Regions from separate parts of the Anas platyrhynchos genome. Here region 2 is linked to region 1. A link is a contact called in public Hi-C data. All regions are on one chromosome and are shown on one strand. Each heading gives the region's core, a stretch centred on a gene start, on an enhancer-like site or on the middle of the called end of the contact. The rest is flanking DNA. Distances are from core to core; before and after follow the strand shown. Region 1 holds the start of ELOVL6 (ELOVL fatty acid elongase 6). Region 2 overlaps LOC119716871 (a long non-coding RNA gene).

What was found. A called contact is a pair of places that touch in the nucleus more often than the background predicts.
Region 2: a contact with region 1 is called in a Hi-C map of small yellow follicle, with 5 times the contacts expected there. The contact joins the enhancer-like site here to the promoter of ELOVL6 in region 1. A contact is called at or near these places in 4 of 8 Hi-C or Micro-C datasets (F5 follicle, liver, skeletal muscle and 1 more).

What each region holds. Positions count from the first base shown.
Region 1 is chr4:7,369,737-7,373,803 of IASCAAS_PekinDuck_T2T, forward strand. ELOVL6 (ELOVL fatty acid elongase 6) reads left to right here and starts at 1,706. Exons shown (of 4, transcript XM_038178820.2): 1 at 1,706-2,013. The coding sequence starts at 1,925.
Region 2 is chr4:7,429,842-7,434,158 of IASCAAS_PekinDuck_T2T, forward strand. It overlaps LOC119716871 (a long non-coding RNA gene), which reads right to left. Exons shown (of 5, transcript XR_011808805.1): 5 at 767-4,317. ELOVL6 (ELOVL fatty acid elongase 6) reads left to right here. Exons shown (of 4, transcript XM_038178820.2): 4 at 1-996. Among named protein-coding and RNA genes, the nearest start is that of ELOVL6, 61 kb to the left of the region's middle. Within about 2 kb of position 2,805, at least 4 of the 8 cell types and tissues checked have an H3K27ac peak or open chromatin away from gene starts, as enhancers often do. A contact at or near this core is called in F5 follicle and small yellow follicle, where this site is marked.

The DNA of each region.
Region 1 (4,067 bases), core at 456-2,955:
TTGGGGGTGTTGCTTGACAAGAAGCTTAACTACGTGTGCTTGCAGCCCAGAAAGCCTGGTCTGATGTAAGGTGCTCCTGCCCACGACAGGGGGTTGCAACTAGATGATGCGAAAGGTCCCCTCCAACCCAAAGCACTCTGTGACTCCATGATTCCTGAGAAAAGAGTTAATGTACACCAGCATTTGTTGTATCGCAAATGAACGTCTCCACATATCTCTATTAAAGATATGATTCAGACGCATGAGTAATATCACCTGCAGCCTTTCGTGGCGCCCGCCCTTGGAGTAAGCACAGGCACACGCCGTGATGAGGGCGCTGCCACCCCACTGTTCAGCTGGAGGTGGCATTTCTCCTCCACCGTGACGGCAAGGAGCACTCCCATGTCTCAGAGCCTGAGCATTGCAGCTGGAGGAGCACTTCATCCTGTGCTTCCAAACATCCACAAAATGTTGTCCATGGCCGCCCTGGAGATGTCTCTCTCCTTCTTCCCTCCCCGTCCACCGAAGCTGCCTGCTGGTGGACATCTGGAAGACCACTGTGCTCCTTTAGGGGAAGGTCGTTTGGAGCAGGAGCGCCAATGAAGGCAGCTTTACCCAAACCCTGCTCCAACAGCCAGTTCGGTGGCTGTGGAAAGCTGATGTGAAGCTGTCCTGAAAGCTCCTCCACCTCTCTGAGCTTCCCTTCTCTGTCTGGAAAACATGAATTCCCGCTTCGTCATGTCTCTACAGACAGAAATCTCTTTGAGGACAGGACTGCTGGACCTTGGTTCGTCAAGGGCCTCTGGGTGCAGTAGTAATAAATAATAATTTAGCACCGCCTTGCTGTTTCAGTGTGAGCCGTGTGTTTTGTTTAAAACCCAAGTCAGATGATGATGCGATAAACGCAGCCCACATGAGGAAAGAAGAGTTCTAATTGTCAGGGGGAAAAAAAAAATGTCGAAAAACATGACTGACAACCATGATAGTCAAGATGCAAACATCTTGAACATCAAACTGGTTAGCTGTTGATATCCCACGACCTGGGGGCTCCATCTCCTTTTTTTTTGTCCCAGTGGGGTCCCAGTGGGGTCCCAGTGGGGACTGTTTTAGCCAGGGTGGTTGAGGAGCTCAGCTGGAGACACCAGTGTGTGGCAGATGAGGCAGGAAAGACAAAATTAAGGACACGTTGCGTGACCTATGAGGAAAATTAAGGATGTATAAACACATTTTGTGCCCTCTGAGGGGCGGAGCGGGATTGCTCTGCACTTAGGGTCTCCCTGAGGCGAGGGTCCAGGCTCCACAGGCCCCATTGACCCTGTGGCACCCAAAAGCAGGGCTGGGGGCGCGCAGCACGTCGCCCACCTCAGGGACACCCCCTTCCCTTGCAGAGCAGGTGCATGCTGAACGGGGACACCAGAAGGGCAGGGGGCTGGGTTTTATTTTGGGGAGCTTTTTTACTATTTGGGGGGTTGGTTGAGGTGTGTGTGTGGGGGGGCAGGTGCGGCTTCACCTCATCCCGCGCTGTTTGATTTTAGGGTGGGGGGGGCGAGGGGGGTGTCTGTCTGTTTGGGTAAGGGGTGAGGGGGGTATCTCGGCTATTAGGGCGAGGGGTTTTCGGGGGGTGCCGGCGGGGAAGAGAGGGCTGGGGCTGGGTGGTGTCTGTGGTGGCGGCGGGCGGGCACTAAGACCGCGCCGCCCCCGGGCGCTGCGCGGCGGCTGCAGAAGAGGAGGAGACCGGCGGGCCCGGGCGGAGAGGCGCGGAGCCGAGCCGAGCCGAGCCGAGCCGAGCCGAGCCGAGCCGAGCCGAGCCGTGCCATGCCAAAGCCGGGGTACCGCTGAGGCGGGGCGGGCCAGAGCCAGAGGCGGGGGCTCCCCGGCGGGGGCCCGGCTCTCGAGGCGGAGGCAGCATTCGGGCGCGGGGAGCGGCTGCGCAGCCACCGGGCCAATGAACATGTCCGCGTTGACTTTGCAGGAATACGAATTCGAGAAGCAGTTCAACGAGCATGAGGCCATCCAGTGGATGCAGGAGAACTGGTGAGTGGGCAGCGGGCGCGGCCCCGCGGCGCCGTGCGCGGCCCCGCCGCCGCCGCTTCACCTGCCCCGACCCCGCCGGGAACGCGCGGGCGCGGTGCCCGCCGCCCCCTGCCTCCTCCTCCTCGCCTTCATCCTCCATCAGCCCCCCTCACCCCCCTCTCCATCCCCTCTCCCCCTCCTCTTCATCCCCTCTCCTTCTCCACCTCCTCCTCCTCCTCCTCTCCATCCCATCTCCTCCTCCTCCTCCTCTTCTTCATCCTCTCTCCATCCTCTCTACGCCTCCTCCTCCTCCTCTTCATCCCCTCTCCTCCTCCTCCTCCTCCTTCTCCTCCTCCACCTCTTCCTCTTCATCCCCTCTTCTCCTCCTCCTCTTCTTCATCTCCTCTCCATCCCCTCTCCTCCTCCTCCTCCTCTCCATCCCCTCTCCCCCTCCTCTTCATCCCCTCTCCTCCACCTCCTCCTCCTCCTCCTCTCCATCCCCTCTCCTCATCAACTTTCCCCGACGGATGCTTGCAGATGGACGCAGCCCTGTCCCGCTCTCACCCCCCAGCACCGGGGACCTGGCACCCCACAGAGTGCCCACGTCCCCCGAGGGTCCCAGGAGGGGACCTGAGAGCATCCCGTCCTTATTTCACGAGGGTGGTTTGGATTTTTTGGGGGTAGGCTAAAGGGAATGGGCACCAAACGCTCTGTTTGAGCTCGGTACGTGGTGAGGGGGACCCGTGGATGTTTCGGGAGGGATGAGGGCACGTAGGTGTGCACGGGCTGGGAGTGCTGGATGCTGCCCGGTTTGCCCATGTTCCGGGAGCAAACTGGTGTGGGAATAGGGCAAACGGGTACAAGAGGATGGAGGGGGGGAGATCTGAGCGTGTATTAGCTGGGTAACAACCCACGGGAGGTGCAGTTTAGGTTAAAGAACACGACTAGGATCCAGGACTCCCCGTGTCATCGCCGGGCTCTCCTGCACCTCGTTATGTGACCTTGAGGAAATTACATAACCTCTCCTGGGCCTCAGTTTCCCCGGCTGGGAGAGACCGTGGGGGTAGTCGTGCTGAAACGACGACTTAGGGAGCGTTTGTGGAGGGCCTGGAGGCCGTGGAGCACTGCCTCAATGCTCAGCAGGGCGATGAGAGCCTCCCTCGCTGTCTCGTGTGCTGCAGAGGTTAGCCAGCGGGGACTCCAGCAGCGCGAGGCTCCCACTTTCCGGGTTCAAAGCAGGAGACCATCAGCTTTGCGCCTCTGCTGCACAGCTGAAGGGGCACGGCGCTCTGTGCACGCACGCTTTGCAGTCTGGTTTTGCCTTCTGTAAGGGAACCAGTGAATCGGTGTGTTTCATTCGCCTGAAAGTAGAGAAGAGCAGCCTGCCTGTGGCCCAGAAGCGTGTCTGCAAGTGATGTGGTGCTGTGCTGTCACAGCACGCTTTTCCTGAAAATGCAGGTGAAGCTTCTTCCGAGTTTCAAGTTAAACTGTGCGTTTTTATCCTCAGGAAACTTACTCTCTCAGTGGAACAGGTCCTGTTCCAGCAGCTGATATTATAGGGGAAAACTAACAGGTAACACGCAGTGGCTGAGGGCCTTGCAAGAAGGCTTTTCTGCATCGTCTCAGGATGACGCTGTACGTTCACCTGCACTGGCATCAATGGCAGGCCTTGGCTTTGTGGCCATAACTTTAATGTCTGCACCATTAACATGAAATGAGGTTCCTAAGCAGTAATTTATCGGGATAAACACAGTTGTTTGCTCTTTGGACTGAAAGAATACTGTGGCAAGATTTTGTACTGTACTAGGCATTTAAATTAGAATGCAATGCAGCACCCTAACGTGGAGGTAAACAAGCTCCATAGGTGTGGCATTTCGTATTTTGTTGCTTCTGTCATAGAAAAATTTCTTGATATCTTACAAAGCCCCCCCAGAAAAAGGTCTGTAGCACGGCGGGGGTGACAAAGTGGCCCTAGGTGTTGAACGTGTCTTCTGAATTTTGAGGAGCATCTTCGGAGCCTGGCTCCATCGCGTATGAAGACATAGCCCAGATTTAGGCAGGACGTGAATCCCTTT
Region 2 (4,317 bases), core at 1,555-4,054, 61 kb after region 1:
CCACTGACTTCAGAGCAGAGCCCGTGGTGCTCACCGACGGATGCTCGCCCTGCGCTTCTGTGGCTCTGGGAAGAGGCAAGGCGACCTGCCAGGCTGGGCGAAGATGTGCCAAGAGCCCTCCTCTGGTCATGTGGAGATACTACTATGAAAAGATGCTCGGAATAGGTTTTTCTTGAGATTTGTGTAGGAAATCAGGCTGAATGGAGTGATTTTGCTGCAACGGCTTAGCTCTAATGTCCAGAGGGAATCGTCCTTCACTAAACGTGCATCTCTCTCTCTGCAGAGGCTGTAACATCAGACTGACCACTTAAGAAGACACGTTTCTTCTCTGAAGTCAGCTACAGAAATAAGGAAACGTATTTCACTCTGAACCTTAGAGAGCTAGTTGATAACAGCCATATTCTCTCAAAGACGAGTAGATTGCATTATCTGTGATATTCCAGTCCTTACGAAGCCAAATAAAACGTGTAAAAGTTCCTAGTATTTCAAAGACGCAAGTATGTAAACTTGATGTTAAATGTGTTAATGTAGTACTCTAAATTGTATCAGTTAGGTAGCTTAACTAAACAATTAGAAGAACTAGATCAACAAAATAGGGACTGCTGTTCTGCGTAGGATATACACACCTATAACTACACCCATATACACATCCTGTGAATTGTCAACAAGAAAAAAAGCCCAGTGGCAGAGAATCACGTTTCCTGGCTAATGCAAAAGATTGTCATTAATTTCCTTGCTTTAATTTGAGATTGTACAGTGCAAAGGGTTTCTTTTTTTTTTTTTTTTTTAATTATGATTTTTAGCTTTAATTGTGCTGTCATTCATGAAACAGAGCTGCTTTAGTATCTTGTTAAGAGATGACAAGGGCTTTTGGTGTCTCATTATATACAAAAGAAAAACAAATAAAGTTACATTCCATGTTATGTGAATGGTCTTACAAATCAACAAGCCTCCGTAGGCTGAAATCATAATTACAACAAGCAGAAAATAAGTTTACATTTGTGTTATTTAAGTTATTGATGTGCTGACGTTATTTTTATGGTACACAGCAAATAGCAAAATGTGATATTCCGTAATGAAGCTATGATATTCATTAATAGGACTACTGTATACATGGAAATATTAGACAACGCCAATTAAATGTGTAAACCATTTTGTTTTACAGCTTGGGAGTAGATAATTATAATGCTGAATGAGCCTTTTTCCTCACGCTTAATTTTGCCCTGGCTAAGAAGCGGGTTATGAAGACTGAGTAACAGTGGGAAAAGGCAAAATTCGAGTCACCTACCTTTAGATGGGAAGTGTTGGTAGAGGCCCCATTGTGCCATGCACGGAGCTGCACACATCCCCTGGTAACTGGAGGCTTGCAGTGAACAGCTTAAAAAAAAAAACAACAAATAAACTTTACAAGTATGAAGCAACTCCTAGCTAGGTAAAGAGCTGCAGCCAAAGCTGAGCAGGCAGAAAACAGGGTGGGTTGCTAATGAGTGCACAATCAACCCACCGTGTTTCATACAGCCTTTTCCTTAATTGCATAAGAAAACAAACAAACGAAACAACCAAACAAGCAGACAAAAAGCATTCTGTGCGTCCCTGATGGCAACACTGGCAATGACACTGACTCCAGCGGAGCAGGCGTTTCACCCCCCGTTAGCCCATTCTCCAAAAGCCCTCGTGGGTACCTCTGTACTGTTTGCTCCCGACCTGCCCGCCTCCCTGCGAGCCTTTGGGGGGCTTGGAGGTGTCCCCAGCCATGCCAAGGGCCGTGTCCCTTCTTTGCTGCCTGGGCAGCGGCTGCAGTGCAGGGACCGACCCACCAGGCCCCCTCCAGACACAGTACAGATGTGCTCCAGATGTGCAGGGGAAGATGAAGATGAATTCAGTGGGAGTCCAAGGGGAGGACAAGTCTGCAGGCGAGCACACATACAGGGAAGGGGCAGCAAGATCAGACAGGTAGGGGACAAATGAGGGTTCACCTCCCATCACCCTAGACATTGGGTGTCATGCCACCACTTGCTTCAGGAGCTGGCGTCCCAGCACCCACAGCTCTGCCCTTGCTGTCCCACACCGTAGGGATCTCCCTCCAGTGTTTTCTGGAGTCAGATGTGGGAACTGGCATTATGGAAGTTGAGGATAAGACCAAAGCCAACACAAACTGGTTTCTTTTTTTTTTTTTCCTAGCAAAGTGCACGCATGATATTTAGGCATCACATGCAACCCCCTCACATGTACCTGAACAGCCAGGCAGACAACCCTCAGGCAGTGACACCTCCGTAATATTCCAGCTGATCCAACCTAAACACGGCTAATTGGGTCCTCCTCACTTCCCCTGGCTGGAGCCTTGGGGGTCACACAGTCACACTTCTCTGTCCCCTGGCAGGATTCTTATTTTCCCTAATGAGCAAAGCTGCAGTTGTGCTGCATTCACACACACCTTGGGGAATGCAAACTTCACACGGCATACCAAAAATTACAGGGCCTGTGGCAAGGAGCACAAATGGTCCTTTCCTGAAGTCAGGAAAATTACACCGACAATAAGGTCAGTCTGCCAGGGCCAGGGTCTGTGTTTTGTGTTCTGACACATTGATCCAGTGTACCGAAAGAAAAACAGTGCCGTGGGTACAGGCCTGTGCTTAGGCAGTTGCGAGCAATATTTGGTTCTTCCCGAGCACTGCTTCTGTGCAGTGAACATTGAAAGGAAAATATTTTCAGCTAGTTAGGGAAACAACACGAGGCTGGGTAGTTGGGAAGCCTCCTCAAGCTGTGCCCGTGATGAGGAGGAAAGCTCTCCCGCTGACAGACCTTGACTCAGGGCCGCAAGTGGTGTGCGTCTGGGGTCACTGATAACACCAGAGTGGCTGCTTCCCCAAGACATCTCTCACCAGACTTCACAGGAAACAAATAAAAGTCTACTCACCAGATAAGGGCGTGAGCCTGCAGAAGGCTGGAGGCAGAGGGGGGCAAGACCTTGCCCCTGAGCCGAAAGCTGTGGCTGGTTCGGGGGAGCAGAGGCCTGAGCGGGTGTCGGTTTTCTTTCCCTTAAGGAAAAGTCGGGGAGAATGGCACCTCGGGGATTGATACCAGGCTTTGGGGTATCAGGCAGTGATACCCGAAAAGCCTGGGAATTACACCTTGGGGATCGATACCAGGCTTTGGGGTATCAGGCAGTATAAGGCAGCAGTTACTGTGCCTGTGACACAGCCGCCTCGTGGGCACGTGCCAGATGTAGCACATCAGCGCAGTCGTATCTGCAGTATTGGCACTGTGCTGTGCCTCAACGAGTAACAGAAGCATTTATATACAACTCATACACGCAGATACGCTCCGAGTTACAAAAATGGTCAAGGGAGGAAGCTCAGCAGACTGCAGACCCTACCTCGCTAGCTCAGGACCTGGCCGAATACCCCCTGAAAATGAGGTGGTTGGTGAGGTGCCCACTGCTTTCAGCAAGCTCTGCTTTGGCCCATCACAGCCCAGTGGCGGGGCGATGCCAGACCTAAAGCCCCCTGAGTTTGGCTGATGGTGCCATGTATCACTCGGGGCATCACTCAGGCCCCGATGTCAGTCCTTAGTCATATTTTCCAGCCTCGCATCTGTGAGTCCTCTAAAAGAGAAGAATTACAACTCATTGTTGGTGTGTTTCCACGCTTTTACTTCCATGCATTTTCCATTCCGTTTATTTTATTAAAAGCAAGCTAAAGGACAACTCCCTGTCCTGCTGCCACAAACGCTCCACTGCGGTCAGTGCAGCCACACGCGGGCACAGAAACCTTTTGCTTACGGGGGCAAGGGCAGGATCAGTGCCTTCTTGCGGAGTTTATTTTCTAGCAGAGCAACCACCGCAGAGTAGAATATGATTTCTTAAGTTAAACACAAATAGGATCAGCTCTGCACAAGAGCACTACAGCGAAGGGGGACCAGGGGCCTCCCCAGTGCATCATAAAGCTTGATAAAATGCTGCATGAAGTGGGATTAGAGAGCATTTCCCAATGGGTAAAAAAATAATATTCCCCTGAAACAGCAGCTTCCTGAGAAGTCTCACATCTGTCCAGCTCTGGAGAGCTTCAAACAGGCCTGTCTGCTGAAGAAACACAGCTTTGATTGACTTATCTGCTTTCTCAAAAGAGCCACTACATGCTTTAGGCTTTAAGGAGCCTTAAAGCTCAAGCTAGATTTCTGTTCAGAAAATAAAAAAATAATAATAAAAAAAAATACAAAAAAAAAAAATAAAAATACATGTACAATAGCTGGGAGAGAATAGTATGAGAAATATCTTTATTTTACCATTTTCAAATGGCTATTTCACTACATAAAAGG